4 separate regions of the Mus musculus genome follow, and regions 2, 3 and 4 are each linked to region 1. Evidence: chromatin contacts called from public promoter capture Hi-C data. All regions are on one chromosome and are shown on one strand. The core of a region is the stretch at or near the end of the contact, and the rest is flanking DNA. Distances in the headings are between cores, read along the strand shown.

Region 1 (3,277 bases), core at 367-2,866:
GTGTCCACTGTCTCCAGGCTGTGGACAGCTATCCAGGCTAGTTTCTTTAGGGAAAGGAGTCAGACAGCTTTCTTAGGAAATTAGGAAATCTCATTTCTGACTCTGTTATCATATTGACAATTGTGCAATCAGGGCAAGACACTCTCTGGAATTCAAATGATCTCCAGTGCCCTTTCCATTCCAAAATGTATGGCTCGATTTACTGGGGGGTTTAAAATTCAAATTTAACTTTAAACTGGCAAAAGAGGCTAGATAAGCATTACCTGAATTAAAAAAAATTAATTGTAAAATGTCAAAAAAGGGTAGAAAGAAATACCACATTCAGTAACTCGAAACTAAAGATTTAGCCGGGCGTGGTGGCTCACGCCTTTAATCCCAGCACTTGGGAGGCAGAGGCAGGCGAATTTCTAAGTTCGAGGCCAGCCTGGTCTACAAAGTGAGTTCCAGGACAGCCAGGGCTATACAGAGAAACCCTGTCTCGAAAACCAAAAAAAAAAAAAAAAGAAAGAAACTAAAGATTTGTTCATATCTTAAAATGAGACAGACTCTGTATTGGGAAGGAGGCAGATCTGCTAGCCGACTTGTAAAGCCTTGGGTAAATTTCTCTAATTGGAAATTGTACTAAGCAAACAAAACACTCTACAGGGCAGACAAATGAGTCTCCCCTCAACAGGCAGCTGTAGGCAACAGCCAATCACTGTGGCATTAAAACAACTGAGGCAGAATTATTATGCAAGTGGCGAGGGTTTTGTAGTTGTTCCTTTTCTCCTGGTCTTGGCTAAAGAAACCGTGCTGGTTTTTTAAGATTGGCATTTGCTTCGTTGCTTATGCTTTCATCTCTGCACGAAGTGTTCTTCAGAAGCGCCCATGGCAAACTAATTCAAGCTTGATGAAATCCAGAGCAGAGTCGCCGAGAATCAAAGCCTCTATGCATCACCATTTGGGCCAAGTTAGAGCCAGGGGGCGCGCGGGGGGGGGGTGGCGTGGGTGGGCTCCAGTGTCCCGGAGGGCGCTGGCCGCGGTCAACCACAGAAGAAGGTATGGTTTGGGGAGGATGCGCTCCTGACTGCACCAGGCAATGGGAGATCGGGGCCAGTCTCGAAAGGGCCACGACCTGAGAGGCCTGGGGCACCAGGCGTCACCTTCGCCTGCGTCCTGGGTCACGGCTGACTGCTCCACGCCCCGAGCTCGCAGCCCTGAACCCTGGGCCTCCCCCGCTCGCCACTTACCAGCCGTTGACCTCATTTTGCGAGTTCACATCCACCCCGCTCTCCACCAGTTTCTGCACCTCCCGAATGTCCCCCAAGGCCGCCGCCTCCCGCAGCCTCTCCTGCTGCTCCTTCTGCTCTAGGAGGGCGCTCATCTTCCCCAGGGCCCCGGGCCCCGGGCCGCCCCGCCCCGAGCCTGTCAGCGCCGCCGCCGCCTCCGCGGCCGGCTCCCGGCCATGGGGAGGGAGCGCCGGGCTCGCCCGCCCCGCTCGCGCCTCCGCCCGCGCCCGGCCCAGGGCCTCGTGCGCCCGCCCGCCCACCGACAGCTCCCTGGCTGCTCGCGGCCCCGCAGGCCCAGGCCTCCTCCCCCACCGCGCCTCCGAAGGCCGGCTCCGGGGGACCCTATTCGGTGTGACAACATTGACCTAGATACTTTTCGTTCCCACCCGCGGCCCCGCCGCCCCGGCCGGCTGTTTATGTAACCACCGCACTGGATTATCTGCTGTGATTCATGGGCTATTTTTAGAGCTCCCACCCGGCAGCTTCCAGCGAGGAGGACAGACACAGGAATAGTTGCGAGGCGGAGGGATCCGACATTGTCGTTTGAGAGCCAGAAAAGCCTTATCCTCAGGAGCAGGCTGTTTAGCAGGCATTAAAAATAATTGGTGGGTTTCCACCCCCACTCCCCCAAGATTAGTTAGCTCTTTTTTTTTTTTTTTTTTTTCCATCTGAGCCAATTTTTACCCAGCAGGACGGGAAATGGGCTGAAAAGGATCCTACTATAATATGCCCATTATTTGCAGAGATAGATGACACTGTTCTTTCTTATTTTTGTCAGTGCTTGGGACCATTCAGCTAGAATATTTATTTCAGCTGTTACTGTTTTTATTTTACCCTTTATCGGTTTTAGACAGAAATTCTTCCAACTTGGCTTTCATGAAGATTAACATTGATTCTAGTTTATAAAATGCAACTCGTTATAGCTTATAAATTATAATTAATTATTCTGAAAGTCATCTAAGGAAAGACGGAGGGCGGGGCGGGGCGGGGGCGGGCGGGCGGGGGGAGCTCTTTGTCATCCTAGTCCTGATTCCAGGCACTGAGGGTAGAGCTATGGTGTGTTCATAAACAGCCGTGTGCAGTACTCCATGCCTAATCTAGTTAATGAGGCTCAGAGCCTTGGTTGGCACTGTTCTACTACCCAATGGGACAAGCAGAAAATATTGTTTTGCTGAGCTCAGGTGCCTTGGAGAGATCCCTGATGTGGCACTGGTGAGAACTTTGCAGATGGGGTGAAAAGATTAAGGAAAACACCCTGGGGAGGCAGAGAGGAGGGCCTGAACAAAGCCAAGATGAAACAGGAAGGGGTACTTTTAGGTATAGCGTCTTTATTTCCATTCTTCGGGGTTGCCCAGGGCACACAGCATGCATTTGTCTTGTTACTGCTTAAGAAAAAGCAACGTCTGTTTATTATGATACAGTAATTCACACAGTACACACTGCACACCAGGAGTGATGAATATCAACTGACTAAACACTTAAATTGACCCCGGTGGCAAATTGGAACGCGGCTTGAGCCTACACTTGGATTTGTTTCCACAGTTTAAAATTTAATTCTCGGATCCAACATAGTGCTCCATCTGAGGCTGATGGGAATGGCATTGAAACTCAGTCTTTAACACAGTCTGAGGGACAAGAAATAGCAGTCTTTTTTTTTTTAAAGGCAATTTAAAAAGATTGTAGCAGGCTGGTGATTTGGCTTAGTGAAAGAGTACTTACCCAAACAAGGCACAGGGTTTCATCCTCAGAGTGGTAACAAACAAAGTCAAACAGCAGCAATGACATTAAATTAGGTGCGCTCCAAAATTCATGGTTTTTTGTTTGTTAAATTTTCTTTCCTTAAAAGAATTATATCGGGCTAGAGAGATAAGCCAACAGTTAGGAGCATTTGTTGCTTTTGTAAACGAGGCCCAGGATTTGATTCTCAGCACCAACATGGTGGCTCTCAACCATCCATCCGTAACTCCAGTTCCAGGGGATCAGATGCCCTCTTCTGACTTCTTCAGGTT
Region 2 (3,277 bases), core at 543-3,042, 1.7 Mb before region 1:
CTAGAATTAAAGGCGTACGCCACCACGCCCGGTGCAAAATAATTTTTAATAAAGTGTTATTTCATTTTATAAAAAATCAAACCTAAACAAAGATACATCAACAAAACATGGAACCTCTATAAAATAGTATACTAATGAGTTTTATTTCATGTTACAGTCCTAAGATGAACTCTACTAAGCTGAATTCACAAATAATACACAAGCTAGAGCCCTAGGTACATGCATGTGTGTGTGTAGCAAAAAGGACAACATCTGGAACCAGATGCAGCTTTGCCCCCTGCTCTCAGTGTGATCCTATGTGTGTGACTGACCTTCTGTCTGTCTGTTGTCATTCTGTCACAAAAGGCTAATAACAGTCCTTCTATCACAGAGCTGGTGAGAGGAACAAGTAAAATAAAGCAGATAAACAATGTGTAGCCTTAAGCACTCAATTAATGGCAGCTTCAAAACATAATGTATTCACTATTCCCAGACCCCCGCCCCCAGACCATTTGAGAAAACGCACAAATGTCCAGAACGCAGGCTCTTCACTTGTTGGTTTTTGTGTTTTGAGACAGGGTGTCCCTTTGTTGCCCAGATTGCCTTGAACTCAATTTGTGGCCTCAACTATTTATGTACGATAGTTCCCTCATCATTCCTCAACCTCTCTAGTGCTTAGCTTACGAGCTGTGCCACCACAGGAGCCAGGCTTCTTCGGGAGGAAAAGAAGAAGAAAAAAAAAAAAAAACAAGATCCAAAGTGAGGCTCTGGCTGTTTGTTCTAGAATGAATCTTCATAAATGTACTAAAGTTAATATGAATATTTCATTGGGTGTGGTGGCTTATGCCGGTCATCTCAGCACTAAGAAGGCTGAGGTAAGCAGCTACATATTGGAAACCTTGTCTCAAAAACTATTCATACACTTTGCTATAGAGTATCAATGTGTTTGTTTCGGATGTTGTCTCAGACCAGCTGAAAGGGTTGTGTAAATTCTCAGTCATGCGGTACCTCTGGTTTTCCTACAGTTAGCAAACACACACACAGACTCATATTCCTGTCAGTAGAACAAGGTTAAGGTCTTTTCCCCTTAGTCAGAGTTAATTTTCGTATTACAAATCTCAATATAGTTCTAAGAAATTGAGAATTTCAAACCCGTAACTCCAGGATTAGCGGGTAGAAAAGGTACTGAGCTTGGAATCAAGCCTGATGCTTGACTTCTACCAAGCTGTCAACTTCTGTGTCATTATCTCCAGGGCAATGCCTAGCAACAGCTCCTGGCCTTTAGTATGCCCTTCATAAATAAATATCGAATAAACTCAAATGAGGTGGTCTTTTATTCGCACGTTCTGATTCCGTTCTTCCTCTTAGTCCATCCGCAGTCAGGCGACAATAGTAGTCGATGGGGGAGAAGACCAGACATGATACAGCACAGAGCCGTAGGGATGTGAAGGGCCCTAAACTACTCAAGCTCTTCTTTCGATTGCCCTACAGGGAAGGTGGACCTTAGTCCTACCCTAGGATTGAACATCGATGGTCCCTCCCTTTAAAAGAGAAGCTGTGGGTCTCTCCATCTTCTTTGAACTGTCTTCTCCGACATCAACTCTCCCAACATAAAACCTTTAACCATGGAAGGCTACCAGCATCTCCAGCGGGGCGCAGAATCTGCGCTGGCCTGGAGCGCCAGCTAGTCCGCTAGCCCCCGCCCCCCGCTCTGGAGGACCGTGGGTGGACGCTCTGGCAGCACGCCTCTCGCTGGTCCGGGCGGAGGTGGGCGGAGCCAGCGCCACCCGGGCTGGGGAAGCCGAGGGTGGGGACACTCTGGCCCGGCTCTCGGTGGTGCGGGAGCAGCGGCCGCTCTGGTCGGCGGACGTGCTGCTGAGCAGTCCCGGAAGCGAAGCAGCGATGGCGGAGAGTCCGACTGAGGAGGCGGCGACGGCGACGGCTGGCGCCGGGGCGGCGGGCCCAGGGTCGAGTGGTGTTGCCGGTGTGGTCGGCGTTAGCGGGAGCGGCGGCGGGTTCGGGCCGCCTTTTCTGCCGGATGTGTGGGCGGCGGCGGCGGCGGCGGGCGGGGCCGGGGGACCGGGGAGCGGCCTGGCTCCGCTGCCAGGACTCCCGCCCTCGGCCGCTGCCCACGGGGCCGCGCTGCTTAGCCATTGGGACCCCACGCTCAGCTCGGACTGGGACGGCGAGCGAACCGCGCCACAGTGTCTACTTCGGATTAAGCGGTGAGCCGGGGGTTTTTCCTCCCTCACCCCGGAGCTCCAGGGCTCGACCTTCCCCGCCCCCCACCTTTCCCCATCGGGGCTCTCTCCCGCCTCACGTCTTCCAGGCCCAAACCCTGCGGGCCTCTCTACTGACGGGGGCCTTAAGTGTCGCCCTTTCCCTCCCTCCCGCCCTCTCAGCGCCCGGCCCTACAGCCCAAACAGATCCGCGATTGCCCTCGGGCCTACCCCGCCCCTTAGCGACCTCCGGTGAGCCCTGCAGCTCCGTTCCGGATGCCTTATCCCTACCCCCTCCCGTTCACCCGAAACCTGACCCTTTTGCTCTTCTGTAACGCTCGGTCCCGCCCTTCGCACTTCCCCTCTAACCTACCCCACCAGCTTACCTAAAGGCTGCCCTCAGGCCCCACCCATCAGTTCTCCATCTCTTCTGGAGTCCCCGCTTGGAACATCCTCTACCTGCATTGCCCAGTTGCAGACTCGAGTCAGTCTTCCTTTTTACCTTTCCTTACCTCGTTTCCCCACCATATGGCCCTTTCCACGGGTCTAGAGAGCCTCCCTGACTTTCCAGATCATTTCTTGAACCCCCTTTCCAATCACCCCAAAACTGTCCCTCACACCTGTCCCTGAAACTCTGCGTTCCTACCATCTCTCACTATCACTCTGGATTGTAACATCTTAGTCAAGAACTTTTTTCCTATTATTTACCCCCAAGGTTGTCTGGTTTACTTTTGTAAAGCAGATGTACTCCCTTCAAATACAGGAACAAAAGGCCTAGGGCCTGTCTGTGCTTGTGTCTTGGGTGACCGATCTTAGATCGTATCACTTCATAGATAAATATGTTTTGCAAAAGTGCTCACTTAGTATGGTACCAATTGCATGGCAAAAGATAAGACTGTTGAGCTATTAATTTTGAAACTTGTTTCCTGGTGACCAGACTTAGTCTTTTCATCTTAGCCTCTTATCTGGCTATTATCCCAAACATTCCAAGTCCCCTCAGGTGTCTGCCCGGCTACATATTTTCCAAGTTTTTAATAAAAAAAAACTACACCATGCACGTAAAGTACCTGGCACAGTGC
Region 3 (3,277 bases), core at 209-2,708, 1.4 Mb before region 1:
AGGTGCTTAAACATGGGTAAGATCCAGGAGGGGAACCAAAGACTGATTGACATCCTGTAGCTTGGTTGTGAAAAAAACATCTTCCTCCAAAGGCACATTCCTTTGATTGGCACAAGCCACTTCTGACAATGGATCCGCAATGACAGGGGCCGTTCCGCAATCAGGAAGTGTGCGAGTGTGCGTGTGCATATATGTGTGTGTGTGTGTGTGTGTGTGTGTGTGTGTGCTCGCGCGTGTTCCTGATGTTGTTGTTGGGGGAGGGATGAGCTAGATGTAATCAAAGACCGGCCCGCTTCAAAGAGGAGCATACAGGATCTTAAATCCTAAAGACTGACTTCGAGGCAAAGCAGAGACATCTATCATTTCTACAATAGTCATCCCTCGACAACGAACATGTTTCATAGAGATGTAACAGGGGTATCCCTCTCTTTGGTGTCTCCGACCTGGGACTCTTTAGTAAAGCCTGATTGGAGGGGTGGACGAAGTGAGGGTGGAGAAAGGTCTGCATCGCCCACTGGGCTGAGTGTGGTGCTGCGGGTGGCGAGTGTACATCACATGCGTGTTATCTCCTGGTGCCACAATACTCTCGAGGGCTGGAGGTTTGGGCGCAACCGCACGGCGGGGGAGGTAGTGGGTGCAAGCCACCAGCTGCAGGGCAAGAGAATGCTCTCCTCAGCCTACTAACCCGTGCACCCCGGCCACCCCGTCAGGCCTCGAGGCGAACCCACTCGCTGCAAAACTGCAGCTAAGCTGGGGAGAGGGGGCGGGGGTACGGAGCCGGCACCCCGGGCCAAGCTGAGAGCGGCAGACGCGCAGCGCCCGGGGCCTGCCCGCCGGATGGGGGCTGCTCCGGCCTAGCGCACGCAGCTGCCTCGGCGCAGGCTCCTCCGGCTCCGCCAGCCCGGCCGGGCGCAGAGGAAACGCGGCTGCCAGGGCGCCGCCGCGGCGGGAGGCGAGAGCGCGGGGAAGGGGCTCCTACTCACCCGGGCCGCCGCCGCCGCCGCCACCGCCACCACCGCCGCTTCGGCGGCCCATCCCCGCGGCGGGGGCCTGTCGCCGCGCCGCGCCGCGTCGCTCCAGTCCCCACCGCCCGCCGTGCCGGCCCCTCCCCCTGCCCAACGTCTGCGCTCTGGGCCGATCCTCAGACCCGGCCTCGGCCGCCGCCGCCGCCGCCGCCGCAGCGCTACGTGGCCGCCGCTCCGACGTCTCGCGACTCCCTTCCGAGCGCGCGAGGCCGAGCGGGGCCGCGGAGCGGGCGGCGCGCGGGGCGGGCGGCGGGGGAGGGGGTGTGCTGTAGGGATGTCGTGCGCGAAGGGGGCAGGGAGGCCGGCGGGAGCGCGCGCGCGCGCACGCCCCTGCACGCGCCCCCCCCTCCCCCCCGCGCGGTCGGGATCCCGACACCTCCCCCCCCTACACACCCCATCCCCGGCTATGGGGGTCGGCGCGCATGCGCGGCCCTCGGCTCGGCCTGGGCGCACCTTTTCTCCCTCCTGCCACAATGTGAGCGCTCAGCCGAGCAGATAACCGCCGGCTGCCTGCTCCACCCCCGGCCCTTGCCCACTCCGCCCACTCCCGAGCGCCCAGGTAAAGTCGTGGGCTGCGCATGCGCGACGCTTAAGGGGGTGGGGGCGTGGTTTTCAAAAGGAAGCCTGAAGGCAGAAGACGAAGTATCTGTGGGCAGGGGGTTTGAGATCCTAAGAAATAAGAAAACGTAAAAGTGCAAAGGGGGGAGAAAGTGGAAAAGTGGGTCAGAGTGAGATTTGGAAGTAGATATCTTTGACTTATGGAATACGGTTCAAAAAGAAAAAAACCCTAATTGCTGGCCACCTTGTTAGTAGAGAGCAGTCAGTGAGTGACAGAAATAGAAGGGGCGACACTTGTAAGAAGTAGCCATCCACCAGACAAATGGGATAGTTGATTACAACTAGGGGGATTTAGAGACCGCCAGTATGGTAAGCAAACAGGATGGACTGCTGGGCTCATCCTGTGGCCAGAAATAGGGAAGTGTGTGCGTGCGTGCGTGTGTCTGTGTGGTCTGTGTGTGTGCGCGCGTGCGCTAGAGTCCCAGAACTGTTGCAAGAAAGGAAGGCTCCATTGGAAGAAGCATGACCACATTATGACTAATTAGCTATTAATCATTAATATAATTAATGGTACTATTAGCTAACAAGGTAGCATTTATCCAAGCTCAGAGCCAAAAGAGAGTGTCTGTAATTGAAAGTGCTTAGTGTACAGGGAGAGGAAATGACTTGGCAAGTGAAGTCTCCATGAAAAAGACCCAAGATGACATCCCTAAGATCAGGATAACCCTTCCCCACCAGAAACCAAACTTCTGAAGGTCTCTACAGCTTGAATGGAGCTCCTAACATTGTTGGTTTTTATTGTTGGGCTCTACTACATTTTTTCTTTCTTTCTTTCTTTCTTTCTTTCTTTCTTTTACATTGTGTGTATGAATGTTTTACCTGGATGTGTGCATGTGCACCTGTGACATTTGATGGATTCCCCTGGAACTGGGGTTATGAGTGGCTTGTAGGACGGGGGGGGGGGGGGCGGCTAGGAATTGAACCCAGGTCCGCTGTAAGAGTAAGAAGAGCTTTTAACTTCTGAGCCATCTCTCCAGCCCTCTTCTTCTAACATTAAGAACATAGGATATTAATGTTCTTCCACAAAAGCTGACCCCCACATCATAGAAACAATTTCCATATAGATGCAGCTAACTTTTTCTCCCAGAACAGCCGGCCATAACCCACTCACCCAAACCTTCGAGGGAATAAAATGACCTGAGTCTGGGACAAAGTTAGGAGCTTGAAGCTTTATAAAGAGCTGACTCTGTCTTTGGCCCCTTCCAAAAACAGGTGTTTGGGTTTTATTGTACTTAGACTCCAGAAGCCAGGAACCAGAGTTGTGGAACTTAGGGCCATGTTTTTCAATAGCGAGCACTTTCAGTAAAGACTAAAATCTATATCACATTGCAACAGGTAGAGAGATCTTCAAGCAGAAGAAGAGAAAATAAGCATGTATAATAATCAAATTCAATGTGAGAATGAGCTTGGGTCTGATGGACTCAGAATGTCTTATTGGACATCTGATCTATTCCTCCACCCCATGCTTGGACAGGTCATACAGGGTGATGGCCAAATCTTGAGGTGACCTTTCAAGTGTTCTAATGCTCCATCCATAGGCCAACACACCTGATGGCCTCTAGTAATCACAGTCTTCTATTAATTCAGCTTTCCATTTCAACAGTGCTTGGTGGGCTTTTTTTTTTTTTTTAATT
Region 4 (3,277 bases), core at 211-2,710, 1.0 Mb before region 1:
TGAATCCCATTCCTATCTAGCAAGACTCCTGTAACAGAATACCTTCAGGAAGAGGATATGCAATGTCCAAGCTTAGTCATCTGCAGAAAGCACAAGAGACTGGTGTAGGGACTGTCACAGTAGGATGGCAGGGACCATAGCTTCTGTACATTTGGTACAAACTTAGACTTAGGAAGTGTGCAATGATCCTTTCACATCTGGTGTGAATCAAACGCAAACTTCACTTTTAACTTACTGCCAACCTCCTCATGCAAGTAGGTTCCCTTTCCGTTCCAAAGGGCCTGCAATTGTGGGTCCCATCACAGCCTTAAGTGTGAAAGCAAGGTTAAATTTGCTCCACCCTAGTTTCCCCACACCCACCACATCAAGCTGCTATTAAGAAACTGCTTCGGCGCTGTTCAGAAAGTGGGGTATTTAACACAGCATACTTGATTGTAAGCACTCCACTGCCACGTTGGCTGGGAATGCTCAGGGCAAAACACCTTCGGAGGAGGCAAGAAGTAGGATGCAAACTGCCCAACTCCTGTACATAAGCACACACGCACAGAATAACTGGAAAGAGACAGCCATGTTAAGCAAGTCAGAGATATGGGAACATTCAACTTCGGGGCTACCCCGAGAGGAATGTAGAAAATCGGTAACAGAGGTATGTTTGCACCGAAGTAAAAGCCGTTAAACTAACTTATTCCAACGGGCTGAGTTCAAATCATCTCCTGGAAGAAGCATAATGTGAAAGCGCACGTGAAGTGGTGAAGAAAGGAACTCGAGAGCCATAGAGAGAGACGCTGGGGCCAAACTCAAGCAGGAGAAGTAACACATGGCTCCACCCGGCTCTCTTCCATGCCCCTCCCCCTCACTGAGCAGGCGTCCAGCGCCCACCGGTTCTGGCTCCCAGTGAAGCCCTCGACTCCGGACGCCCACAACACTCCTTGCACGCACTCTAGCACTTCTCACACCGCCCGGGCGGACACTTCGGACCACTTTTCGGTTACGCCCCCCCAAAGCTAGCTTCCATCTGCCAGGTCCCTCCCCTCTGGTCCCCGGCCCATGCACCCGGCACCCCGTCCCGGAGTTGCACCGCAGGTTCGCAGCTGCTCGCCTTCGCTCCCTCCGCCCTCGCGAACTCTGAGCGCCCCTTTTTCTCTTCTCTCACCTCCCATCTACTTCTAGTACTCTCCAGCCCGTCGCCCCAGCACCCGCTCCGGACCCGGCTCACCTGCGCGGCCACCCCCGTCCCGGCGCTGGTGAGGCTGCTGCAGCTGGAAGGGGACCGTAGCCCTGAGTGGCTGCAGACCGACCCGGGGGGAGCCAGCGGGCGCCGGTGGAGAGCAGCCCCGCCGGAGACCCCCCGCCCCTCCGCGCCCCGGCCCCCAGGAACCTCCGCCTCGGCCGCCCGCTGCGGCCCCGGACATGGCCCACCCGGCTACCTGCCGCCTCACCCCCACGGCGAGCCCCACACTGCCCCCAACCCCCGCGGCCGCTACTTATCTGCCCTACGGGCGCGGACCGGCCCCCTCGGCCCAGAGTTCTAATTGGCCTACAGAGTCCCAGGACCTCCCCCTCAACCAATCCATGGCGGGGCTCTTCTGTTTCCGAGGATGATTGGTCCATGTGCTCAGCCATCAAGTCAAGACCCCCACCCTCCTGATTTTCTTCTTTTCTTTTTTTTTTTTTTTTTTAATGTCCTTAAGGCTGCCGATTGGACCTTCCAGTAGAGGGCTGGTTCTTCAGCACTGCCAATGAGAAGGTTCAAAGGGGAGGATCGTCACACCCAGTCCCAGGTAGTATGCAAATATATGCCATGTGATGTCAGGCTGTGCAGGGGGCGGGGCTGGATGTGGACTGGAATCAAACACTACTGAAATCTTTAAAGGTGGTAGTGTCAAACTCTAAGCAGTTTCAATGGGACTGAGAATGCCTAACTTCAAAAGCCATTACATTTAGTTTAACTAAAAAACATTAGTTTTCAATTCTCATGAGATTTCACTGCAGCTGACAAACTCCAAACTGAGATTCGATAAATTTATAGAAGGTTTGCCTATCATTTGCATGAGCTTTGCATTAAATTCGTACATTTAATGGCTACCTCGCCTCACATGACACTCATTTGTCTTCTACGTTTCCAAGTCCCTTCCTGAAGCTGGTCCAATCTCAATAAAAACAGCTGTTAGTCTGTAAATTAACTTGAGCCTTTAAAAGGGAGCTGGGAATTTCCCTTCAGAACCATCCATTGTAAGTGTACCTAGCAAAACAAAGTAAATGATAAATCTGATCAAGTTTGATAGTGACTCCACTAGGAAATCTTTGTCTTTCCAGCTCAGTTGCTCTCTGACCTACAAGTCAAAGACCAGATGGTCCCCAAAGAGAATACTGGCAAGCTGTGAAAATTATATGCTATGTATATGTGAACACATTTTCGGAAAAAAGAAAAAGCAGTATTTAAGATACTATTAAAACAATGCATCTCAAAAAAAAAAAATCCATTACTCTTGCTACTTTGTTCTATATATGGAAAAGAAACAGAGCCAATTAACGCTGGACTGTCTGTGAGAAGGGACCATCCAAGTAATTGGATAATTCCCTCTAGATTTATATTTAGTTATGAATTCTAATTTTGACCTTGCTACCGATTTGTCTTTCTATTTCAGTCTCTACCGAGTTTAGTATTTTTTTTAAAGGTATTCCCTTGAAGCCACACTTACTAATCAGAGGAAAGGGAGTAAACTGGGTGTGCGTGCTGCGAGAGTACCTTGGGATCCAATACTGAAAGCAGATAACGCTCAGAGTGGGAATGCAACAGTTGGCTGAATATTAAAATCAGACCAGAACACAGAACATGGAGGCAAAGGAACATACTGTGAAAAGATTTTTCTCTGCAAAGACACTACTTTCATGTTTGAACGATTTGCTTCAAGCTCTGACATATAGATTGTTTGTGATGGAAGAAAATAGTACTCTTTTTTTTCCATGAGGACGACAGTCTTACTAAATGCCTGATAGGGATGAATAAGACCTGGTGGTTGGAATTAAAACTCAGCCATTCTCAGGCTAGCTCAGCTTTAAAAAGTACATCTGATGGCTGGGGATGGAGGTCAGTGGGCCAATACCTGCCTGGAATGCTCAAAGCTTTAGGTTTGATTCCGGCTATGGAGGGAAATGAGGGAAGCAGATTGAATTCTCAATTTCAATTAGCTCAACATTCTCATACACTTCAGATCTCTGCCTTTATCAAGGCGTATTCCACCCCTGGGTCTCACAGCCTCACTGAGAAAACCAA

The links. Promoter capture Hi-C pulls out the DNA fragments that hold promoters and counts their contacts.
Region 2: a contact with region 1 is called in a promoter capture Hi-C map of liver, with 4 times the contacts expected there. The contact joins the promoter of Ube2z here to the promoter of Ankrd40 in region 1. A contact is called at or near these places in 2 of 39 promoter capture datasets (hippocampal neurons and liver).
Region 3: a promoter capture Hi-C map of liver shows a contact between it and region 1, with 4 times the contacts expected there. The contact joins the promoter of Zfp652os here to the promoter of Ankrd40 in region 1. A contact is called at or near these places in 3 of 39 promoter capture datasets (hippocampal neurons, liver and pre-B cells) and 1 of 115 datasets of contacts at active chromatin or transcription factors (pancreatic cancer cells).
Region 4: a contact with region 1 is called in a promoter capture Hi-C map of liver, with 2.3 times the contacts expected there. The contact joins the promoter of Fam117a here to the promoter of Ankrd40 in region 1. A contact is called at or near these places in 3 of 39 promoter capture datasets (erythroid cells, liver and pre-B cells).

The regions. Positions count from the first base shown.
Region 1 is chr11:94,326,340-94,329,616 of GRCm38.p6, reverse strand. It overlaps Ankrd40 (ankyrin repeat domain 40), which reads right to left and starts at 1,616. Exons shown (of 5, transcript NM_027799.2): 1 at 1,230-1,616. The coding sequence starts at 1,363.
Region 2 is chr11:96,063,879-96,067,155 of GRCm38.p6, reverse strand. Ube2z (ubiquitin-conjugating enzyme E2Z) reads left to right here and starts at 1,792. Exons shown (of 7, transcript NM_172300.3): 1 at 1,792-2,204. The coding sequence starts at 1,882.
Region 3 is chr11:95,710,935-95,714,211 of GRCm38.p6, reverse strand. It overlaps Zfp652os (zinc finger protein 652, opposite strand), which reads left to right and starts at 1,458. Exons shown (of 2, transcript NR_045780.1): 1 at 1,458-1,584.
Region 4 is chr11:95,335,201-95,338,477 of GRCm38.p6, reverse strand. Fam117a (family with sequence similarity 117, member A) reads right to left here and starts at 1,460. Exons shown (of 8, transcript NM_172543.4): 1 at 1,217-1,460. The coding sequence starts at 1,412.